Linked DNA regions of Mus musculus: region 2 is linked to region 1. A link is a contact called in public Hi-C data. All regions are on one chromosome and are shown on one strand. The core of a region is the stretch at or near the end of the contact, and the rest is flanking DNA. Distances in the headings are between cores, read along the strand shown.

Region 1 (6,216 bases), core at 183-2,682:
AAACAAGTTTTCCCCTTTGACACACTTATGTTTGTTCACAAACCCAGGGTTCTCAAAAGGCTGCCATATTTGCCCTTCCAGTCTTCTAGTCTGACTTTACAAGTCAGATACATTAGCTTTTCTTGTTTTTCCTCCACAGCCATCTTTTAAATGTGACCAAATAACTGTGTTATTTCATCTGGACCCAAGATCTGGTCACACACTCAGTATTTCTTGAATTGCTTATTCCAAAAGTTAGGTATGACTAGTCCTCCTGGAACAGGCAGTTTTTAAAACCCCCTACGTAGTCCTTGTCCACACTGATGTCACTCTGTGATGCAAAGCCAAACATAAAGTCTCTGACATAAGTTTCAGGGAAACATCGATATGGATTATCATTGAAACTGTAAATTGTTCCATTACTTTAGAAACCCCAGCAAATGCATCCATACATGCATTTAACTACCTACACACACACACACACACACACACACACACACACACACACACACACATCTAGCTTTTCTTGAATCTCTGATTGAACTGATTTCCAGAAATCGTCCTGGGACAATTGAGGTGTCTACGCTTTGGTAAGCACAGTTCCTGTCCACAAAGGATAATCATACGCTCCATTTTTCCTGTAAGTAACTATAAAACAAACATTGACACCGAAACAAAAATGTAAAGCCAGAAAGCCACAAATGACTGTGCTTAACATTTTACAAAACCCCACAAACACCGATCTGTTCTTGACTACATACTCACGCTGAATCTAAACATCATGAAGGTAGGGACGATTCCAAAGCAGCATGAAAAATCTAAGTTCAGATGTTCTACATCTCAACTTTTTGGGCCCAACTACTGATTCCTAAAAGCAAGTATAATACTAGCAAGTCACAAGAGACTTTCAAGTTCAATGGAAGATAGCGTGTGTTCCTACCGCGTGCGGAAAAAAAATAAAGATGCTTATATGAGTCAATTAACCTAACATTAACAATTAGAAAAAAGAATCCCACAAATGAAATACTGAAGATTCTCCAGCCTTACCTTGAGTTTAGGAACATTTCATCTCCGCATCTATTCCACCCCTTCTCCCGTGCACTCATCCCTAGCAGATTTCAACTATAAACCCCAGGAAGATTCGAGTGCTCCGACCCACTAAGAAAAGGGAAGTCGATCGGGTAGTCTGGCCGCCCGGCTCGGCGAGCTTCAGGTGCGCGCCCACGACCTGCAAAGGGGGCCCAAACAGGCCGAGCGAAGGACCGCCCCAAGCGCCTCTCTTACCTTCGTTATCACAGCCGCGTCCTCCCGGCTGGAGAAAGGGGGGGGGGGGGGGGAATCCAAATACAAAAAGGCAGGAGGCCCCGGGCTCGCGGCCGGGTGAAAGAAGCGCGTGGTCCGCGTCGAGGTGCTCGCCCTCAGCGTCCCGAGAACAGCCGCCGCCACAGCGGCCGCGCCACGGCCGCGGGCCGCCTGCACCCCGTCATCCTGCGGGGCTGCGGCGGGGCTGGCGTGCGCGGGGAGGCGCGCGCTCGCACCTCGCGGCGAGATGAGCTAATCCCTTCACACGCGCCCCGAAAGTGCCGCGGTCCCCGCAAGCTGCGGGCCGAAGTCAAGTCTCTTTCAAGTCCCGGAGCCCCGATTTCTGACAGCTCCCGGGAGTCTTAAAAGAACAATGTCGCGTCCGCGGAGCAGGGAAGCGCGCGCGGCGTGAAGCGGCGGGTGACTCCAGGGAGGCGGCTCTGTGTGAGAGTGCAAAGGAGAGCCTCGGTCACCCTCCTCCTCCTTCTCCTCCTCCTCTCCTTCCTCCTCCTCCCTCGCCTCCACCGCCTCCTCCGTCTCCTCCTCCTCTCTCAAGCACACCCCGTCTCCGAGGCCGCAGCATAGCAACCGAACATGGCGGCTGCGCAGCCCCCGACCAGTCAGAGCCCCGGAACGGCGGCCTCGGCAACAGGAGGCGGTCTCGCGAGAGGTGAAGCCACGCCCTCTGCTCCGCCTCCTTCCCGCCTCCTACCCGGTTTCGGAGCGCGGGCGCCTGCCTAGAAGCACTGGTACTCACAGGTGCGAGAGAGACGGGATTTAGCGGGTTGGGAGGGGAGGGCGTGGCTCTGTGTCCACACCCCATCGCCAGGCAGCGATTGGTTCCTTGACTGTCAGTTCTGCCCCTCCTCCCTCTTCTAAGATGTACTTACTGACGGACTCTAGGGACACAAAAGAGGGGCAATAGCACAGAGTGGGGAAACTCGACCTCCTGGCATCAGGTTGTCCCAACTAAGTGCTAATAGAGGGTATAGGCTTTGAAGTGCAGTTTTCAATCAGTTCTCCTAAACATAAGGCCCTTGAAAACAAAGCCTAAGCAAAAGACGTTTCATGGATAAAACAAAGGATAGGTGCTTTCTGTGTGCAAGGAACACTGCTTTTTAAATCAAAGTCGTTCAATCATTTTAAGAATGAGGGTTGGTATTATCATGCCATGACCTTGAGGAGGGTATACCCTTAATATTTTCTGGGTAATACAAACTTGATGATGATAGAACATTCCTATAGAATAGGTGACCTCAACTAGGATCAAATGAAGGAAGGGTAAGTTGGGAGGACCCTCACATTTCCTCTTTGCTTGTTTTTCGTTTTTGTTTGTTTGTTTGTTTGTTTTACATTTCTTTATTTTGTATACACCTAAAATATGTGTGTCCATCTGTCTGTGTGTCTGTCTGTCTATCAGAGGACAAGGTTTGAGAGTTGGTAATCCTATGTGGGTCGCAAGGATTGAGCCAGACTTGGCAGCCAATTCCTTTCCTTTATCCTTTGACCCACCTCAAAAGTCCTTGACGTTTTTACCCACTTGGGGGTGGGGGGGGTGCCCTTTTCTGTGGCCAGGGTTCTTGTTAGATCTTAATCTCAATCTCTGTCACTAGAGACCTTATTTATAAAAAATGTTTTTCCTGGTGGTAGTGATGAATGCCTTTAATTCTGCCATTTGGGAGGCAGGGGAAGGTGGATTTCTGTGAGTTCCAGGCCAACTTGATATACAGAGCAAGTTCCAGGACAGCCAAGGCTAGACAGAGAAGCCTTGTCTTGAAAAACCAAAATAGATAAATAGATAGATATATAAATAGTTGGTTTGTTCAAAGGCCTCAGGAGAGAGCACTTGCCCAGTATATGTACAAGGTCCTCAGTGCCCAACACCCACATGCTACAAAGCTGCTTTTCTCCATGTTGACAAAATGATTTTACCGATAAGGAAAATCTGTTCAAAACTGTGGAAGACAATAATTTAAATTAATTTCTTCTCATTCTCATTCTGCTCCTACTCTTTCTTGTCCAGCTGGTGATGGACACTTGACCACATAGGAGGCTGAGGCAGGAGGATTAAGAGTTCAAGAACATCCTTAACTACACAGAAAGTCTCAGGCCAGCCTGTGCTCCATGATACCCTGTCTCAGAACCCAAGTGAGACAGGACAGCTCCAGGCGGTGCTCACTCGTTCTTCCCTAAGTCTGTATTCTTTCCTCCAGCTCTCCGTTTTGAAATCCTTTGTTTGTGGCATTGCTAAAATGCTTCTTATCTCACCTGGGTCAGCATTCATTCGTCCTTGAACAAAAGTTCAAAGAGAATTCGCCAGAGTCAAGCACCAAGTAATGATTTCTTCCTTCTGCAACACAGATGGCTCTAGGTTTAAACATCCCTTTAGTGCTTTTCACAATGTTCGTCTTACTACACAATCCTCAGCCCTGTGTGGGTATTGCTGATAGTCCGTGATTTGATCACTGCTATTACCTAAGGCAAAGCCTCTTAGTCATCTCTGCAGCCCTCAGAATGCCTGAGGACATTGCCTAGCAGGGGGAAATAAAGGCAGGGAAAGAACAAAACCTTTGAATCACAGGTGAGTAGGGTTTCAAGAAAATACCTGAAGTAGAGTCTGGCAAGAAAAGTCAGTCAGTAAACGTCTTGCTGAGCAAGCACAAGGACCTGTGTTCGGATTCCCCAGAGCACATGTAAAAAGCCAGGCATGGTGAGCCATTCACAGCTGTGCCACCATCAGCCCTGACTCTACCTCAAGACTGTCACTACTAATCATCACTAATGCCCAAAAGACATCCCCTGCCTGCTGGTCATTCTCTATTTTCTCCTCCCCAGTCCTTTACCAAGTCATAATCTATTTCCTGTCTCTATGTGTTGGCCTACTCTGCATATTTCACGTAAACAGAGTAACTTCCCAAACAGAGCCTTCATAGTGGAAATCACGGAGATGGGCCCTTTAACGTACCAGCATTCACTGTCATCCCTAGAAAATTCTATGTTCATCTTACACCTACCTTCCTGCATCCCTGAAAAAGAAGGAGCAAGGAATTGTCTAAGAGAGGAAGTGGAGGGGGACGGTTGCTTTACAGGCTGTGTGGCTCAGATAGTAGGATGCTTGCTTTAAGTGCGTCAAACCCTGGGTTAAATCTTTAGGAGAGCATAAGACCCCACATAATGACCCATGTGTGAAATTCTAGCACTCAAGACATTGAAGCAGGAGGATCAGAAATTCAAAGAAGTGATTCTCACTACGTGATGAGTTTGAGACTCTCAAAAAAAAAAAAAAAAAAAACTTTAGACCATGCCACATCTTCATATTTGCTCAATGAAGAATGAACTGGGAAATATGTTCATGCTTCTCAAATTTCTTTTTAAAGATTTATTTACTTATTTATTTTATGTATATGAGTACACTGTAGCTGTACTGATGGTTGTGAGCCATTATGTGGTTGCTGGGAGTTTTTAATTCAGGACCTCTGTTCACTCCAGTCAAGTTCACTCCTTCTGATCCCTGACCTAAAGATTTATTTAATTATTATATGTAAGTACACTGAGCTGTCTTCGGACGCACCAGAAGAGGGCGTCAAATCTCATTACGGATGGTTGTGAGCCACCATGTGGTTGCTGGGATTTGAACTCAGGACCTTCCGAAGAGCAGTCAGTGCTCTTAACCACTAAGCCATCTCTCCAGCCTGCTTCTCAAATTTTAATCTGTATATCTATCACCTGGACATCTTGTTTAAAATGCAGGTTCTAGGCTGGCAAAGATGGCTCAACACTTGCAACCAAACGTAATGACCTGAGTCCAATCCCAGGACCCCACATGGTGAAAGGAAAGAACTGATTCCTGAAAGTTGTCATCTGACATCCACAGACTTGCCACAAGACGTGCACATCACAGCACACATGTGCACAAACATACACTTATGGTACATTTTAAAATGTAAGAATTAGAGGTTTTAGCCTAGGTTTTAATCCCAGCACTCGGGAGGCAGAGGCAGGCGGATTTCTGAGTTTGAGGCCAGTCTGGTCTACAAAGCGAGTTCCAGGACAGCCAGGGCTACAAAGAAACCCTGTCTCGAAAAACCAAAAAAAAAAAAAAAAATTAGAGGTTTTTTTATTTAAACAATTTTTTTTAATTTTTATTAGGTATTTTCCTCATTTACATTTCCAATGCTATCCCAAAAGTCCCCCATACCCACTTCCCCCACTCCCCTACCCACCCACTCCCCCTTTTTGGCCCTGGCGTTCCCCTGTACTGGGGCATATAAAGTTTGCAAGTCCAATGGGCCTCTCTTTCCAGTGATGGCCAACTAGGCCATCTTTTGATACATATGCAGCTAGGGACAAGAGCTCCGGGGTACTGGTTAGTTCATATTGTTGTTCCACCTATAGGGTTGCAATTCCCTTTAGCTCCTTGGGTACTTTCTCTAGCTCCTCCATTGGGGGCGGGTCCTTTCAGCAAAATCTTGCTAGTGTATGCAATGGTGTCAGTGTTTGGAAGCTGATTATGGGATGGATCCATGGATATGGCAATCACTAGATGGTCCATCCGTTCGTCACAGCTCCAAATTTTGTCTCTGTAACTCCTTCCATGGGTGTTTTGTTCCCATTTCTAAGAAGGGGCAAAGTGTCCACACTTTGGTCTTCGTACTTCTTGAGTTTCATGTGTTTAGCAAATTGTATCTTATATCTTGGGTATCCTAAGTTTCTGGGCTAATATCCACTTATCAGTGAGTACATATTATGTGAGTTCCTTTGTGATTGGGTTACCTCACTCAGGATGATGCCCTCCAGGTCCATCCATTTGCCTAGGAATTTCATAAATTCATTCTTTTTATAACTGAGTAGTACTCCATTGTGTAAATGTACCACATTTTCTGTATCCATTCCTCTGTTGAGGGGCATCTGGGTTCTTTCCAGCTTCTGGCTATT
Region 2 (6,733 bases), core at 1,872-4,371, 310 kb after region 1:
CAATGTCTTTACATCCTCACCAACATGTGCGTGTTTGTATGTGTATATGTGGTGTGTGTGTGTGTGTGTGTGTGTGTGTGTGTGTGTGATGACAGCCACTCTGACAGAGATGAAGATGTTCTCTCAGTGGAGTTTGGTTTGATTTGTGTTTAGTTCATTTGCCCGTTCATTTATTGATTGGATTTTTTGTTCTTCTGGTGTTTAATATTTTGGGTCTTTATATATTCTGGACACTGATCTTCTGTCAGACGAGTAGCTAGCCAAGATTGTCTTCCATTCTGTATTTCTGATTCTATCATCTTAGAGGCTGGAAATATACTCGCATCAGACATTGGAAGGTGATGCTAGCCATGGTGTTATGTCCCAGGGAAGCTGAGGCAGAAGGATCACTGGAGCCCAGATTCACGATCAGCCCCAGCAGTATAGCAAGACCCTGTCTCAGAAGGCAAGCAGAACAGTTTGCAGAGGGTTGGTGTGCAGCCGGTGGTCAGGTGGTCAGTCCCGGGCTGATTCCGGTGCTCACTCGTCGTCGTTACTGGCGACCCAAGCAGAGAGCCATGCCTAAAGTGCTTCCTCCGCTCACGTTTGGCTCTTACAGAGCAAGGTAAAGCATAAGTCATGCAGTGCTCACAAGCGCAGCTCAGGTCTGACAGGGTGACCCTTTGTCTTCTCAGTTCAGATCCTCAGCTGAACAGGCACCCAGTTTATAATCTATTTAATGTGTGTCTGCACGTGCGTGTGTGCTTTGCATGTTTGGAGGTCAAAGGGCAACCTTGAATGTCACTCCTCTGGTTCCATCCCTTTCCTGCACCCCCCTTTTTTCTTGGCCAAAGTCTCTTAATAACCTGGAACTTTGCCAAGTAGGCTAGGCTAGTTCTCCTTTAAGCTTCTAGGATCCGCCTATCTCTGCCTACCATCTTGTCACTGGGACTATAGGCATGTACTGGTATACTGGGCGGCAAACCAACCTACCTACCTTCCTTCCTTCCTTCCTCCCTCCCTCCCTCCTTCCCTCCCTCCCTCCCTCCTTCCCTCCCTCCCTCCCTCCCTCCCTCCCTCCCTCCCTCCCTCCTTCCCTCCCTCCCTCCCTTTTCACTCTTTTAAAGAATTACTTCTAAAGTGACTCATTAACTTTTAAAATCACATCGATTAGTGAATTAGTGCATGTGCCATAGCACATTGTGAGGGACCAAGGACACCTGAGGGGATTGGTTCTCTTCTTTCACTGTGGCTCTCAAGAGTCAGACTCAGGGCAGTAGGTTTGGCAGCATCCCCAGCCACAACTGTTTTTGTTTTTCTAATTTAAAAATTATATGTGTGTGTATGTGTGTGTGTGTGTATGTATCCCGTCCCGCAGGATTCAGTTATTTGTGGCTGCGAGGGGAACCGCAAACCTGGAAGGAAATGGGATTGGAAGAGAAGAAGCTGGAGACCAAGTAGATTGTACCTATCAAGGTCTCCGTTTATATGCTGAGGTGCCTTATTTTAAAGCATACATCGTGGGGAATATGGAGGGGTCGAGGGGGAATTTTACAAAGAACAAAGAAGCGGGAATCTGCTGACATGAGGGCCGAAGTCAGGCGGGCACTCTGCATCTTATCTCCAGTACATAGATCCTCCTCAACAGCCTTGGGGTGTCAGGCCGGGCTCAGGTGTAACTTATGTCCTTGGAAGTCATGAGAGTCAGGAAGAGATAGGGAAGAGGGGACTATAATTCAGCTATTACAGCCTCAGGTGCCAGGAAGGGAACAGGGAGGAGGGAGTGATAACCAGCTCCTAGCACGAGGCCATTTGGCCTATCAGGGTGGGAGACAGTGAAAAGCTCGCTTTCTCACGGTATGGTCTCTGACATGTATGTGCTTGCGTGTGTATGTGTGTGTATATATATGTGTGTGTGTATATGTGAGTATGTATGTGTGTGTGTGTATATGTGTGTTTGTGTGTGCATGTGCTTGTATGTATGTGTATGTATGTGTGTGTATGTATATATGTGTGTATGTGTGTGAATGTGTGTATATGTTAGAGTACATGATGGAGGTCAGAACATAATTTGCAAGAGTTGGCTTTTCCTTCTGTGTGGGATCATAGAATAAAACTAACATCATACTCAGTGGTAAGGGCTTTAAAAACCATGTTTATTGATTCTTTATGAGTTTCACATCCTGCTCTCCAATCCCACTCATCTCCCTGTCCCTTCATATCTGCCCTTTGCCCTTGCAAGTCCCCCCCCACAAAGAAAATAAAATAAGATAGAATTTTTTAAAAATCTCGTCATTGGAAGCTGTGTATGTCACAGTGCGTCCCACAGGACACCCTTTGTCCACAGAGCTTTACTTGCAAATGATCACTGGGATGAGCCCCTGTGCTGTCTTTTCATGTAGATTCTCATGCTTATTAAGAGGCAAGCACTTTACCAAGGGAACCATCTCCCCATTCCCATCTTTTACTTTTTTTTTTTTTTAATTTTTAAAAAGTTAGTATTATGGGTGTGAGGGGCATGAAAGCGTCACAGCGTGCACGTGACAGAGAACAACTTTGTGGAATCCATTTCATCTGCACTTAGGTTCCAGGATTGATCTTGGGTCATCAGACGTTCACAGCAAGTGCCTTTAACCAGCAGAGCCAATCCCCTGGCCCCATCTTTTGTTATATGTAATAACCCCAGGCATAGCTCTGGATCACTGAGTGTTCCTAAGTATGAGAAGGCCCTGTACATCTTACAGAGCTAACTTGTGTGGTGTGGTAGGCAGCTTTTTCTATACACAGTGTTGTCATCTGTGAATTCAATTTTACAAACATACATGACAGAACATGACAGTTTATGTCTTGATTAACTGACAAAACTGCCAGGACCAGAGGCTTCTGGTAACCTGACTCCGTGCTTGTCTTAGCAGTGGTTCGTGATGGTAATTTTGACAGCCAACTTCGTAGACACAGACTACCATGAATAGCCAGAATCAACTGCAGTTACATGCTTTTCCTAAGCTGATAGAGATCGGTCTGAAGCCCACAACCCAGTGTTATGTGAACATGTGTTTTCCATGTCCATGAGGACATCAGGCTGTGCCTTTTGTCTCGCCTCAGGAGCCAGCCTTGCTGGGTTTCTAGCTGTCTGGCTGGGAACTCTGCCAAGCTGAGAGGTGCCAGCTTGGGACGCTTCACGGGCCTGAAGTGTTGTGGCAACCTGCACCCATGCTCCTTGGCTCCTGAATGTCTCTCAGTCTGGCAACTGGAGGCTGTAAGCCTGCTTGCTGACTCCAAGCCCCTAAACATGCTTGTGCCTGGGCCAGTGTGGCTCTCGGTTCCTAGGGAGGACCTTTGAGGGGTTGTTGAGTATCTCGGCTGCATTGATGTGGCTACCAGGGAACCAGGTGCTCCAGCAGGCACCAGCCGGAACAGGTTTTATAGATGCCCAAGTTTAAAGACCTTCCTAAGCCTCGGGCACTCTCGCTTTTCAAAGCCCTACCCAATGGTGTCTATGTTAGGGTGTGAACAGTCTACTTTCAGCAGAACTGCATGTAATACAGAGATATTGAGTTGCTGTTTTTTGGTTGGGAAACAGTAAGGTTTTCTTTATATCTCCTTCCATCTTCCCTTCCCTCCTGTCCTCTCTCCTCTCCATCCTCTCTTCCCTTTTTCTCTTCCTTTCATATGTCCCCCTTGTCTTCCTTTCCTCCCTCTCCCCCATCCTCTTCCTTCTTTCCTCCCTCCCTGTGTGTCCTTCCTTCCTTGACTCCCCCTTGCTTCTTTATTCCTTCCCTCTTTCCCTCCTATCCGTCCTCCCTCTCTGATGGCTTTGGGATGCTGGGGATCCAGCCTTATGCCTGCCAGGCAGGCTGTGTACCACTCTCAGCTTGCGTACCTCTCCTGTGGCCCTATGGCCATGTTGCAGGACTGCTTTGCCGGTGTGTCCTGGGGAGTGCAGGACATTCTCAGCCCTGCCTGCCTGCCAGCAAATGTTCCTGATGCCCCCAACATACCTCACGTGGCCCAAGTCGATGGCCCTAGAAGAAAGAAAGCATGTAGGGTGCTTTCTTGTATGAACCCTCCAACCTGAGAGATAGGGCCGGGCTCAGGCTGAGGGAGGAGGCACTGACATTGGAGCTATCCTGCAGAAGGGAGGCTCTGACCTGCTTCTTGAGTGGTCCTGTGGTTGGAGGGTAAAGAGACATACAGTAGAAGGGTGTGGCACAAACTTGGTGACAGTGTGGGAAGCGTGAGCTGTCATTGTGACTGTAAGGATGCATGAAGTCTGTTGCTATGGTGAAGACGTCCAGGCTGGCACGAGTGGGCTTTCAGTACCACGCAGACAGGGTCAGACACCTACTAGTCATGTGACCTGATTCTTGAGCCCCAACTACTGAATGCTATGGATTTTAATATAAGCACTTGAGCCCCCCCCCCCCCCCCGCCTTCTGAATTTGTGCTCTGCTATTGAGTTCAATCTCCATACAAGGTGCCTACCTTTGGAAGGTCCCACAGCCCTTCCCTACGCTGTTCTGGGGTCAAGTTTCTGCAGCCTCAAGGGACACACCCATGTCTGAACCAAACTAGTCTAGATACATGACTGTCCCTCTTAATATACTTTTTCTTTGTGTGTATGATGTCTGTCTGCATGTGTGTGCTCATGTGTATGGGTGCAGTGGCATACCTGGTTGCCATTGTGTGCATGTGGAGGTCAGAGGACAACCTCTAGGCGCAATCTCCCTAGACCACCTTCTTTATTTCTGGGGAGCTTGCTGAGGAAACCAGGTGACTCTTCCAGTAGACTTTCTTAGCATCTGATCCACTGGAAGATCTGGACTTGATGCAGTCGTCATGGTTTGCAGGTGCAGTTAGGTGCAGTCAGCTGGTGGCTGCATTGGTGTCACTGTTCTAAGGTCTCTGCCAGTCTCGTACGTCATGGCTTTAGTGCTCTAACTCAGTGCGTTCCCCTCCACTCATAATTCCATCAGACTTGTCGCAGTGACACATTTAGAAACATTTTTATTTTGAAATAGTTGTAGTTTTAGACAAGATCATAAGAAATGATGCAGAGAAGAGTATTTGTCTCTCTCACCCAGTAGAACCCTGGTGGTACCTGGCCTGAGCATCGTCTGTCTTCATGGCTAGACAGCTGCTGTAGGCACAATCCATGGTTTCAGTTTTCCGTTCAGATTTCACGAATTTTACATGCATTTGTGTGTGTGTCCCCGTGTACATGTCTATGTGTGCATGCATTTATTTTATGCAGTTTTATCACATGTATAGATAAGTATAAATAATATTGCAGTCAAGAATTAGAGCACGTGCTGGATTGTCAATGGGTAAAGGTACAGTGGGAGTTACAGTGGACACATCTGCAATATAAATAACAACTCAGAGACCTTTTTATTATTTTATAGCTTAGGCCTTTAGCTAGGGTAGGCCCCTAGCTAGTTTAAACTTGACTAACTTTGCCCCATCACGTGGCTAGTTCTACCTCTCTGCTCCACTCTAGTCAGTCCGTTCACCTCTGTGTCACCTGTCTGAGTCTCCTCTTCTCATTTCTTTTCTCAGTGTCTCTCTCATTACAGCCAATCAGACCCAATTCTAGGCTGCCTTAGGCAGATGAAGAAGAATGAATACTTACAAAAGAGAAAGCCCGCTAATGGGCCACAGACATAGCAATACCAGAAGCCTGCTGCCATTTACCTCCTCTGGTGCAGAAGCAACAATTGAATATACAGAGACATACCACAATGTCCCCCAACATAAAGTACTTGCTACAAACCCTGAGTCTGAGCTACATGGAAGAAAGCGTTGTCCTCCGACTTCCACATGGGGCTGGCACAGTGTACCCCAGTGTACATACACAATAAACAGATACATGTAATGACGGTAAAAACATGGGCTGGAGAGATGGCTCGGTCCGCAAAGCACTTGCCTTGTAAACACAAGGACCTGAGTTTGGATCCCCAAGGGCCCAGGTTAAACAGCTGGGAGTGGTGCTGTATTCAGAGACAGGTGGATTGCGGGAAGCTCATTGCCAGCTAATGTGGCCTATTTGGTAAGATTCCAGGCCAGTGAGAATCAGTGTCCCAAACAAAAAGTAGAAGAAACCTGTCTTTGTCAATGTCCAATTGCTGTGAAAAAATGCTGTGACCATGCATGGCAACTCTATAAATGAAAGCATTTAATTGGGGCTTGCTTACAGTTTCAGAGGGTTAGCGTGGCAGGAGCCAATGAGGGCATGTGGGCCAACATGGTGCTGGAGGAGGAGCTTGAGAGCTCTACATCTGGATCTGCAGGCATCAGGAAGAGAGAGACTGACCCTGGCTTGAGCATTTGAAACCTCAAAGCCTACCCCCAGAGACAGTTTCTCTAACAAGGTCACATCCATCCCAACAAAAGCACACCTCATAATAGTGTCAGTCCCTGGTGACCACGCGTTCAAATCTATGAGCCTGTGGGGACTTTCCTATTCAAATTACCACAGTACCCGAGAAACAGCATGTGAGATTGTTCTCTGACCTCTACCCATACATACAACATACACGCACCAGTGCATTCACACATACATGAACACAAACAGGACATTCGAGCCAGTGGGGAGCAGTTCAGTGGAAGATTGTTGTCCTCGGATATACCGGATTCTAAGATATACTGTGCCCCATCATGCAAAAGAGATTTAGAATATTTGATCACAAGATCCCTTATGCCCTTTGCCAGCACCACTCTTTGCTTAGCCTGGTGGCACTATGTGGGGCTGGGA

What was found. A called contact is a pair of places that touch in the nucleus more often than the background predicts.
Region 2: a Hi-C map of the N1E-115 cell line shows a contact between it and region 1, with 2.9 times the contacts expected there. The contact joins the enhancer-like site here to the promoter of Ptpn4 in region 1. A contact is called at or near these places in 2 of 484 Hi-C or Micro-C datasets (the HL-1 cell line and the N1E-115 cell line) and 1 of 115 datasets of contacts at active chromatin or transcription factors (pancreatic cancer cells).

Annotation. Positions count from the first base shown.
Region 1 is chr1:119,835,639-119,841,854 of GRCm38.p6, forward strand. Ptpn4 (protein tyrosine phosphatase, non-receptor type 4) reads right to left here and starts at 1,433. Exons shown (of 27, transcript NM_019933.2): 1 at 1,264-1,433.
Region 2 is chr1:120,139,615-120,146,347 of GRCm38.p6, forward strand. All of the region lies in intron 1 of 3110009E18Rik (RIKEN cDNA 3110009E18 gene), which reads left to right. Among named protein-coding and RNA genes, the nearest start is that of 3110009E18Rik, 22 kb to the left of the region's middle. Within about 2 kb of position 3,122, at least 18 of the 459 cell types and tissues checked have an H3K27ac peak or open chromatin away from gene starts, as enhancers often do. A contact at or near this core is called in the N1E-115 cell line, where this site is marked.